Regions from separate parts of the Mus musculus genome. Here region 2 is linked to region 1. Evidence: chromatin contacts called from public promoter capture Hi-C data. All regions are on one chromosome and are shown on one strand. The core of a region is the stretch at or near the end of the contact, and the rest is flanking DNA. Distances in the headings are between cores, read along the strand shown.

Evidence for each region. Promoter capture Hi-C pulls out the DNA fragments that hold promoters and counts their contacts.
Region 2: a promoter capture Hi-C map of pre-B cells shows a contact between it and region 1. The contact joins the promoter of Ints6l here to the promoter of C430049B03Rik in region 1. A contact is called at or near these places in 3 of 39 promoter capture datasets (cranial neural crest, frontonasal cranial neural crest and pre-B cells).

What each region holds. Positions count from the first base shown.
Region 1 is chrX:53,054,291-53,059,978 of GRCm38.p6, forward strand. It overlaps C430049B03Rik (RIKEN cDNA C430049B03 gene), which reads right to left and starts at 2,900. Exons shown (of 4, transcript NR_038185.1): 1 at 2,708-2,900; 2 at 2,368-2,479; 3 at 1,852-1,874; 4 at 1-1,200. Mir322 (microRNA 322) reads right to left here and starts at 59; the gene lies at 1-59.
Region 2 is chrX:56,450,543-56,456,230 of GRCm38.p6, forward strand. It overlaps Ints6l (integrator complex subunit 6 like), which reads left to right and starts at 4,297. Exons shown (of 17, transcript NM_172779.4): 1 at 4,297-4,774; 2 at 4,907-4,984. The coding sequence starts at 4,664.

The DNA of each region.
Region 1 (5,688 bases), core at 1,650-4,149:
GAACCTTGGCAATACTCCAAAACATGAATTGCTGCTGCAGCCCTTCGGAGTCAACGAGGGTGGGGGCCGCTCTGGGGTACCTGCGAAGGAAGAAAGTCTCTGTGATTTCCAGGATCTGCTGGTGAGGCAAAGGGTGTACTGTTGGAAAGCAGGGTGTGGTGGATAGTGGGGAGGAGGAGACTCTTACCTCAGAAAGTAGATGAAAAGTGGGATTAAATAAACTGAGACAATTTGGTAACATCTGGATCACTCTTGCCAGCTCCAAAGTCTTGGTGAAACTTCCTGCTACCTTGTATAAGTCTCATTTATTGTCCCCGGGTTTTGATCATTTATTGGAAATTGGTGCAAGGAACTTTTGATAATCAAAAAAAAATCCCTCTGGGTAGTCCCAGTTGGTTTTACTGAATACTATAGGCATGGAATAGACTTGTCTAGTAGTTTCCTCCGTTCTTACAGTAATCACCTCGTCATTAGTTATTTTTAAGGACAAAGCATGAGAATGTTCTAGATGAAACATACATTCCTGGATGTTCTCATACATTGCTGGCTACTCAAGCTTATTTATAAAGACATTTGTTACCATCGACATCAAATCACAAATCAAGAACTTTAAATAAATGACATCCTTAAATACTTGATGTTAAATACAAATCACTCCTTCTTAAGCCACGCCACTGAAAATCTTGTCTTGAAATGGCCGGCACTGTGCGCTCTCCTCAGCTCCCACTGTTGCTTTTCAAAATGGACACACATGAGCAACAAGTTACATTCATTTCCTTGTTTAAACAAAGCATTCAGGAAAGCACAAAAACCATCCTTTAGTCCTTAACCACAAACCTAATAACTAAAACAACAAAACTACAGTGCCTTTGAAAGCAAAAAACATTCTGTATACAAATTTCCTGTATTCTCATTTAAAATTATGTCCGTTTTTCGAAACTAGTACAATGAATGCTGGGTCCTTTTAATTAATTAATAAAATATACAGAGTATGTAATTAAACTAAATACAAAATTCCTAACATAACAGATAATGATCCAGTGCTAACATATGCATTGCTTAGGTCATGATAAATAAAGCCATTAATAATAACAGCCCCACTCCTTAAGTTGGAATGAAAATTCCGTCTTTTCTTGGCTATATTACAAGTCATTTTTACATGGACACGGAATTGTGGAGGAAAAAACCATCGATGGTCACCTTTAAAAAGAGGAGAGAGAAAAGCCGTGTTTAGTAAAGATACAATTATACTTTAAAGATACGTATTTTTCTCCCAATTTAACTTTATGTCCCACACAAATGTCACATCAGAGATTGCAATTCCTCTTAATTTAACATTTCCTTAGTTGACTACTCATAAAAACAAAATTCATTCGAGATAACATCATCAAAAACGAAGGTCTTACTAGATAATTTTGTTAACGAATACACTGGAATCAAATTCATCTCTAGATTATCCTTCATCCATTTCTTTTCTTCCCATCACTCTACAACGACTTATATCCTTAAAAAGCCATCTCACTCCCTGGGTTTGTGTATTTCCCCTTGGGCTTAACTTTACTTACGAAAAGAGAGCACAAAGAGATGTCTGGTCACTTCTAGAGAGGGTCATTCGCTGATACAATAGACAAAGAATCAATACTTTAGGGTTACCATGGCCCCACCCACTTCAGAACCACGACGGGTCAAAATGGCCCCACCCACTTCAGAACTGCGAAGGGTTTGGCCAAATGATTTAAGAGCCAAAGACTAAGCCTCTTCCTCTCTTCCCAGTTGAGAACGTTTTGTCTTTTAATGTTGCAGATGCCATGCGCCCCCACACCCAAAACATGATGCACAGGTCCTCCGCACCTTCCAGCCAAACTTTTCCAATACTGGAAAAAAAAAAAAAACAACTAAACAACCTTGAAAAGTTTTAATTAGCGAGAGACAATGGAAAACGAATTTTACGGTTCTTTCCAGGACATTCTTTACTGCTTACAAATGAGTGGCCCAAAGTCCCATTTACAGTCTGTCAAAACTAGTTGCTCCCCACCCTGGCAAGGCTGACAGCCTGAGGCTGCCCGCCCCTCACTCATTTCTCTCTCCCCACCCCTCCCCGTTTACTCTTCTCAGTCCACTTTCTGAGAAGTTCCCTGGCCACACTCACTTGCTAGACATTTTAAAGATCTGTCCTCCCCCCACCACGACCCCCGGACACGCTTTCCACCCCCACACCCCACCCAGCGCGACGCATAACATTTTTTTGAGAATTATCCCCGTATCTGTTACAGTCTGTAGTGACCAGAGACATAGTTGGGGGCGGGGGGAGGCGGGCCAAAAAGTTCCCTTCCCCCTCGTTTTTTTCTTTTTTAGATTCTAAGTCACCTCTCACTCCACTCGAAAATGGCGCCGAAATCGTAGAACTTCTTAAATTTCATTGTAAGCTTTTTGCAAAGGTTTCTGGGATTTTCCTGCGAAGCTGCTCCTCAGCGTCGACCTAGAAAACAAGCCGGGGAAGCTAGAGAGAGGAAGGAAAAGGCGGGCGGGGAGGCGGACAGACAGACGGACAGCGAGAGAGAAAGGGCGGAGGGGTGTGGCGAGGTTGTGAGGTTAGAAGAGCGAGTCGCGGAGACTTGGGAGGGCGCGAGGTGGCGGTGGTGCGGGACATCGAGGGACAGAGGGACGGACAGCCGGGGAACCGGGGTTCGCGGGGCGAGGGGCTCACAGAGAGGCGTGGCGGAGAAGAACCGGAGCCGGGACGGAGCTGGGCTGGAACCGGGCTGGAATCGGGCTGGAACCGGGCTGGAATCGGGCTGGAATCCGGCTGGAATCGGGTTGGAGCGGTGCTGGAGCCGGCGGAGCTGGCGGAGTTGGGCTGGAGCCGAGCGCACCCCAAGAGGCGAGCGGGAGCAGCCAGCGCCCAGTGGTCCGCAGCAGCCCTAGAAAAAGCCGGCCCGGGGGGCGTGGCCATGCGCTGCTCCGCGCCCCGCCCAACCATTCGCCCGCTCGCTCGGAGGCCCCGGAGCGGAAGGGGGGAGGGGGGAGGCCGTGCGGACACGCAGAGCCACAGCCTTGGCCTGCAGCCAGGAAGGGCCGGGAAGGACACGGGGAGCCTGGAGTGGCCACGTACAGAGAGCCTCATAGCCGCGGGTGCAGGAGACAAAAACCAGGGAGAAAGGGGAAAGGGGAAAAGCGGGAAGGGAAGCAACCAAGCTCCAGCTCAAAGACCCATGCCACAAATGACACTCTAAAGTCACTAGGGCCCAAGTCTTTGGGGCTACCAGGAGGGTACAGGGCGGCTAAGCCAAGCCTCTTAGGACTATTTTTCTTGGGGGTGCCTGAAACAGGATGAGGAAACAAGGGACCCTCAGATTGCAGAAGGGAAGTGCTAGGCGCGCGAGTGTGCCCAGGCTCTGTTGAGTCTTCTGTGCTCTGGCCTCTCTGCCAAACTCTCCCTCAGGTAGAGGACTCCCTTAGGTCCTGGCGGTCCACTTTAGGGGTGGGCATGACACTGAGGCAGGGAACGACAGTTTACTTATACATGTCCAGTCCAAGAAGGAAAGTCTTTACTACTTAAGTTTTGAGTCTGGAGTAGGGAAAGAAAGGGAGTCTTTCTTCTGTATGCTGGATATCTTTAGGGACGGCGCTGTTTACCAGGGAGGTATGAGAACGGTGTTGAAGTTAATAGCAGGGTGTCCAGGGTGACAAGAACTGTGCCTAAGTGTAAAGAGATGAAGTATAAGAGTGATTATGATTTTCAAATGATGCCGCTGACCCAGACAGGCACTCAGAGAGAAGGGGGAACGGGAATGGATTTCAAGGAGCTAACATGAGGTTGCATCTGGGTGGGGAGTCAATAGTCTTTCATTGCACCGCGTTCGCAACTTTCTTGTATATTTGCAAAACGTCACAATAACACAAAGCTGGAAAAACCAGGCATGGTAGCACATGGACCAGTAGAGTCCAGCACTCGGAGGAGGCAGGAGAAACAGAAGTTTAAGGGCGTCCTTGGCTACATAGCAAGTTCGAGGACAGTCTGAGCTTTGTGAAAGACTCAAAAAAAAAAAAAAATCTGGGAGAAATCCCTTATAAAATAGAGCCTGGATGTTAAAAAATAAATAAATAAACTCAGCGTCTCTCTTCCCACCTTTCTTGGGTTGCAGACATCTTTGAGAGAGTGGGATGTAAACTCAGATAGGATTTGGACGGGAAGGGTTTCGCTGGCCTGCAGCAGCTTACACACCCGGGCTCCAAAAGAGACCACAGGGGCAGGTGGAGTGCTGGGTACAAGGCGCTATGTGGGAGCTACTTAGCGCGTTCACTCCGTGACTCTGAAGGAGAGGCTGTTGCCTTAGCAGCTCTTGGCTAAACCTCTACTCCAGCCACCTCTTGTCTAGTCTGGGACTTAGTGGGTTCCTTGGCGCCCTTGACTAGCGAGGACATCTGGGCGTCTGCGAATATCCAGCAGTTGAGCAGCACGCTGGTAGCTGCGGTGCAGCCGCGGGGTCCTCCATGCTCCCAGAGTCAAGCCTAAGTTTTATTTCAGAGGGTAGAAGGCGTGCGGGATAGTTTGGAACCTCAGGAGGGAGCGGGGACAACTACAACAAAACCCACCAGGTGTCAAGAAAAAAAAAGGGGGGGGGGCAATTGCAAAACGGGTAACACATGCGAAAACGGCAGGCAGATACTAAAATCACGGATTCTGAATTCCGCGGTGCTCAGCGCTGCAGTTTCTTGCGCTACTCAACTCTCGCTGTATTTCTATATTTTTACTGTGATACTTCTTCGAGGTTGATCTCATAATCGTGAGTTTTGCGAAAATGATCGCAAAGTTTCAAGGCTTTGCTACAATCGTGTGACCTTAGGCTGATGACTGGGGCTTATTTTCGTTGTTTTTGTTTTGTTTTGTTTTTCTTTCTGGGTTTGGAGGGTGAGAAGACAGGAGGGTAGAGTCTTTCAGGATCTGTAAAACTGTGGGGAGAAATTAGCCAAAAAGATTTTTACAGAACAAGATTTTCTTTTCAGGAAAGAGCTCTCTCTCTCTCTCTCTCTCTCTCTCTCTCTCTCTCTCTCTCTCTCTCTCTGTTCTACGGATAATTTCAGATAGTTTCAGTGTGCACTTAAAACTATTATTAGGACCTACAATTTTTCTATTAATATCTTCACAACACTTTGTGGACCAGACTGAAAGTTTGCCGACCAGCCAGGCGTGACTGACCACGCGGCGACTAAATCCTCGGCTAGATCATTCATAGAGCTCCAGTGTCCTTGGGCTGCGATGCTTTCTTTGGGTTTTTAAGGTTCAGCCTGGTGGGTCAGTTTGTTTGGATTCCTGCACATAAACATTAATTTTCCTACATAAATACCAGAAGATTCCAGCGCTGGGAGATGAAAGATGAATTTGTGACAGGTCTTCTGAAGAAAAATGGCAAGGGCTTTCTTTATTAAACTCCCTTTGCTACATCAGCATATTAAGAGAGCCAGCTGAATATTGATGAATTCTTTGAGGCTGAGTAATATGGCTACAGGCCCAAGAAAGCTAGGGGGGCAGGCTTAAGTATTTACTCAAGTGAACAATCTTCAAATATTTTTTCAAAGATGGCGTCTTAAGGATTTTCTTAGAACATCTGTAGTAAGCCCTGTTCTGCAAATGCCTTCTCACATATTAGGCCCTTCTTGCCTGCCCGAGATAAAAATCTAAAAATC
Region 2 (5,688 bases), core at 3,047-5,546, 3.4 Mb after region 1:
AGTCCCAGCACTATGAAGGCAGAGACAGATGTATCTCTGTGAGTTCGAGGCCACCTGGTCTACAGAGCAAATTCTAGGACAGCAGAGCTACACAGAGAAACCCTGTCTCAAAGTACAAAACAAACAAACAAACAAAAATGTAACAATTAGGTCGTGCACAGTAGCTAAGGGTAAGGGGGTGGAATCCTTAGAAAGTGAGAAGTGAAATAGGCCTTCTCTGAAACAAAGTATCAGTATCACATTTATATAGCAGCAAACACACTAAGGCCAAGCATATAAAATGTAAGAGTGACACAAGGCCTGCCAGCACTTGGGTAGAGGAGAGGATGGCCAGAAGAACAGTATTAGGTAAGAATTCCTACCTAGGAAGTCTCTGGTAGCACAGACCCGAGCTAGGAAGATCTGGAATGAGAAATCATGATGGGGGATTAAAATACTTTAGGGTTCATAAGTGAATAAAAAGTAGATAATGGATGGAGATATGAGCAAAGAGGAAATGATTTTCAAGAGCTCACAAGCTCAAAGACCAGGAGAAGACAGGAAAGACTGGACGGACAATCCAGGTCACAAAGAGACAACAAAAGAGATCCACTTACTTGCCAGAAGTCCAGCAATGAAAGCAAACTAAGACTGAGGAATAGTAGGAAAGATTTGAGTGAAGGAGACAAGCACTGTGCTATATAACAACTTTGTAAGCAATGTAAAGAAGGCTGCCAATTGGTCTGGAGAGGCCTACTGGGGCCCAGATCCAGAAGGTCCTGGATCTACAAGGACAGAGAAAAGGACCTGCTATCCTCAAGTGGAGGATGGTGGGGAGGGTACAATGATACTGGGCTGGATAGCCTTGGGAAAGGATATTCGACACAATGCCCAAGCACTTGAGAAGATAAGGAAAGAATGGAAACCATTATGAACTTCATAATTTCCTTTTAACAGACATTTATTGAGCAAGTACTTTGCACTAGGCATCAGTCATAGACTTTGAGTGCTTCCACAAAGTTCTTACACTCTAGTACGAAGGACAAGTCAATCCAATCCACTTAAGACTTCAACACAGGAGTAGATGGTCTGTAGCAGAGAGAGGCACAGAAAGGGTCTTAGCATTGATGTATGGCACAGGGCTTTGTACAGTGTACCGTAATGGAGCTCATATGGAAAAAGCCAGTTGGGGTTTTTGGCTTTATCTGAGTAAGTATATGAATCTTCCAAGTTGCGACTTTTTTTTTTTATATCGTCAGTTTTGCATTTTATAATGAGATGTGGACATTTTTTCAGATGTTAAGTTTACGTCACTGAGGTTACACTCGAACGTATGCCAAAAAGAATAAATAACATGGCTTGTTTGGAGGAAAACGGATCCATTATAAGGCCTACCAGGGGGGAAAAATCTTACCTTGTGGGACCTGCGAGTCCTCCACTTTAGAGAATTGTGCAACTGAAGCTGTTTGTGCTTTGTTAATGCTGGCAAGTCACCTTCGGGGCTGTTTTTTGTAAGACTCAGCATGTGTTATTTGAAAGAGAGATTCTTTCCTGATTGTAAAAGTAAGGTGTAAGCAAAGTTGGGAGAAAAGTATCAGAGATCTTGCAAGACTCCCCCCTCCCCACCCTGGATTGTTTTTATGTGTGTATTTCTGCATGTGGGTTCATGAGACACCAGATCCCCCGGAGCTAGAGTTACAGGTGGTTATAAGCCTGAGATGAGGGCTAGAGACTGAACTCAGGTCCGCTGCAAGAGCAGCGGAAATTCTCACCACTGAGTCATCTCTCCAGACCCTAAAGAAGATTTTTAAAAGTCATCTTAAAATATCATTTGTGAGCTAGTGACCATTATGAATAAATAAAGAACGTGATAACAGAACATAAAGTCCTCCTGGGCACTTCTGTTCAAACAAAAGATAATAAACCAGCCCAATGCAGTTATTTGGCTAGATAAGAGTGTCATAACAACAACAACAACGGACTTTAGTGAAAATTATAAATTAGGCAAAACTGGTTTCTAGGTAATGCTCCTCCCCCATAAGCCCCTAAAGTTGTACAGGATTCTCATTTGGGCCCTAGGGTTCTGTACCCGTGCTGTATAATCCCTCTCCCTTAAGTATGGTTGGGACCTCTGACTTGCTTCTAGTCAATAGAATATTACAAAGGTAATGGATGTCACTGTCGTGATTATGTTACATTATCTAAGGCTCTGTATCAGCAGATTGGAGAGAGAGCTTTCCCTGCTGGCCCTAAAGAAACAGCTGCATCGTGAACAGGTGATGGAGAGGCTTGTGTGGCAGAGGACATTAGCAGCAAGCAGATCTGTGGGTGGCTCTCAGCCTTTTCACATACAGTCACAATGAGATAAATTCTGCCAGCAGCCTTCCTGAGCTTTACCGAGCTGATTCTTTCCCAGTTGAGCTCCCAGATGAAAAATGTGGCCTAGCCATTTCCCTGACCACAGCTTTGTGAGATGGAGCAGGGAATCCAGCTAATCAGAGCAGGAGATAACATTTAAGTACGTGCTAAGCTGCTGAATTTGTGATAATTTGCTACAAAGCAATACAAAAAACTACCACACAGGTACCCATTGGTCATAAACTTTTATTTAGTCCATGCATATACGATCTTTCTTCAGTAATATTTAATGATTTATTTTTATTTTTAATTATATGCATTTGTGTGTCTATCTGTGGGTTTGTGCACATGTTCATAGTACCCACAGAGGCCAGAAGGCATTGGATCCCCTGGACCTGGATTTCCAGGAAGTTTGACGCCTTCTAAGTGAGTGCTAGGAACCAAACTCAGTGTCTTCTGCAAGAGCAGTGAGTACTCCTATCCAAAGACCAATGCTCCTAGCCCCTTCACCACTAATATTTAAGACAGAAATGGGGAAGTTTGATGTCTTTCCATCTTTAATTCCCAAGTCATTCTATATATTTCAGTAAGCTGGTCTTCATCACACATAGAGTGGTCTCTGGCGGACTCTTGTTCACACCATTCCTCCTAAGCCAGATTCCCTCTTTTACACCTTGTTCTTTGCCCATGAAATCTTCTGAACTTCTAGACCACAGGCAAGTGCTGCCTCGCTGTTTTTACTTGCATCACCATTTTTGGTCTTATTTCTGAGAAAACATAATATATATCAATCATGTAGAACATATACACAGGATATCTACAAACAATATAGAAAACATTTGCAGATATATATGTGATCTTCACATTGTATTAAAATTGTATACTCATTGAAGCTCAAGAGTCTAACTTGTGTACAGCACATTGCTAGAAATACTCTGTATCATTATCATCATTATCGCCATCATCAGTGTTGTAGGAGACTCAAACTCAGCGCCTCACAGGAGCTGGGCAAACATCGTACTCCTATGCTGCAACACTACCTCATACTCTATATTAAAAATAATGTCACAGTAGTTGGCATAGCACACGCTTGTAGGATATGCTGAGGAGTTCAGGACCAGCCTGAGATACAAGTTTAAAAATTGAGTCATATGCAGTGGAAAGCCAAGTATAGTTGACCAGTTACCAAGTACTTACATGGAGCCAGCATTGGCAACTTCCCTCTACTGAAAATTAAATTTCAGTACCATCGACCCTACATATTTCAATGATTGAACGCCTACTTCAGGTGCCTAGCACTTTTGTGGACGTTCAATGAACCTGAGTTGAAGCAGGATATCAGCCATGGATAAAGGCCGCACAGTCCCCACAGGAGTTTAAGTATCACAGGCTGGTCAATGTTTCAAAGCCTGAGAGAGCCTGTCCTTACAAAAGGACAGCTTAGGGTAACGTTTCCGCGGCAGCTTCCTTTTTAAGTAGCTGAACCAACCAAGAAAACGACATGTAAACACTGATCAGGAAGAGGGACTAATCTAAGGGAATTTGAGCAAGTCTGGCTAGGAAAGAAGTTTGCTGCTACTGAAATGTTTTGGTCTTAGCCACTGGCAGGATTGATTGATTGTAGTTATGTTTTGTGTGAAGCCTGCCTAAACATCTGTTTCTATGCAACTGTTGCCCAATTCTCCTTTCCTTTCGAATTACCATCTTTGAAGCACGAAAGAAAATCCATCCAAACGACCAAACAAATTACCCTAAAGGCTTCTAAATCCTTTAAAGGAGAATCTGAGCTTGAAGAAGGTCCTTTACTCCCCCGCCCCTTACCTCCAGCATGGGTTCCAAACTACAACCCTCAAGCTTGGCCCAAGTCCCTCCCTTTACCCAGTCATCTAATGAATATGTAAATTAAACATAATTGGCAGCCAATGGCGTGTGTTCTAGTCACATGGTGCTGATGGTAGGTGAGCAGACAGAAGTTGTGTCAGTGAACAGAGAGGGCTCTCAGTCTGGGGCGAGCGCTCTAGTGAGCGTGGACGGATGCTTAGGCAGTAGTCCTGGCAGCGGCAGCGGCGGCGGGCAGTAGTGGTGGCAGAAGAGGGGAAGAGAGACGGCCCGGAGACCGACACACTCACACTTTCAAGTTCCCTTGGAGGGAGAGGAGTTGGGGCTGCAGAAAGAGGCCAGGAGCGGTCCCATCTATCCCATCCCGTTTCCCACTTTTCCTCTTGCTCCCTGGCTCTGCGAGAGTTCAGGATTTGGGTAGCCATACGTGGCATTGAGGGAAAAGGGACTGGGAGAGTGGGGACCAGAACCAGGGGTGTAGTGGAAGATGCCCATCCTGCTGTTCCTCATAGATACGTCCGCCTCCATGAACCAGCGCACTGACCTGGGCACCTCCTATTTGGACATTGCTAAAGGCGCTGTGGAGTTATTCTTGAAGGTAAAAGGAGGGGAAAGGAGATGAAGGGGTCGCTTCTGTGGGATGGGTGGGTTGGACTGAGGTGCTTCTGTAACGTTTGTATCGCTTCCCCTCGTTTCCTACGCGACCCCCCCGTCATCCCTCGCCCCGCAGCTGCGCGCCCGGGACCCAGCCAGCCGCGGAGACAGGTACATGCTGGTCACCTACGATGAGCCTCCCTACTGCATCAAGGTAAACAGGCCAGCGGGGGAGCGGTGGGCGGGAAGAGCGTGCGCGTCCACTAGCCTGGGGCTGCTGATCCCTTTTGCCTCCACCCGTGGCGATCCTGCGTCGCCCTGCGGGACGGGCTGCAGTGAGGAGCGCCGAAGGGCAGGAGGAGCAGGGCGGGTGGCGGCGGTCGGGGGTCGCAGAGAGGGGCCCGGAGATGAGCAGCCGGTGTAGAGAAGGCACTGGAGGGCCGAGTTCCTAGCACGGCTGCAGCAATCGCCTCCGAAGATGGCGGACATTTTGCTTTTGTATGAGGCAGCCAGAGGCAGGGTGAGGGCGCTGCTGAGATGGAAAGGAGGGAGGGGAGGAGGCCGAGGAAGGAGGGCTCGAGGCCCATGGTGAGGCTGCGGCCCCTTCGCCTGGGACTCCGCCCCGATGTTCTCTTAGCCCCGCGCGGGCTTTGCTGCCGCCCGAGCTCCTCCTCTGGTCCCTCCTTCCATCCCTCGGCCCGCCCCGCCTGGGCTTCCTCTCCCTCCTCCCGCTCCGGTCCGTTTCTCCTTCACCGCATCTTCCCCTCCTCTTCCTGCCAAATGCCGGGCTGCACTAGCGCTGGCCTCCCAGAGCAGCTCCTTTGCATTCGAGGCTCTGGCCCCCGCCCCTCCTGTGCCACCACTAGCTCGGAACTGCTTAGCCTATGCAGCTCCCAGACCCTGCACGCTCAGTCAGGT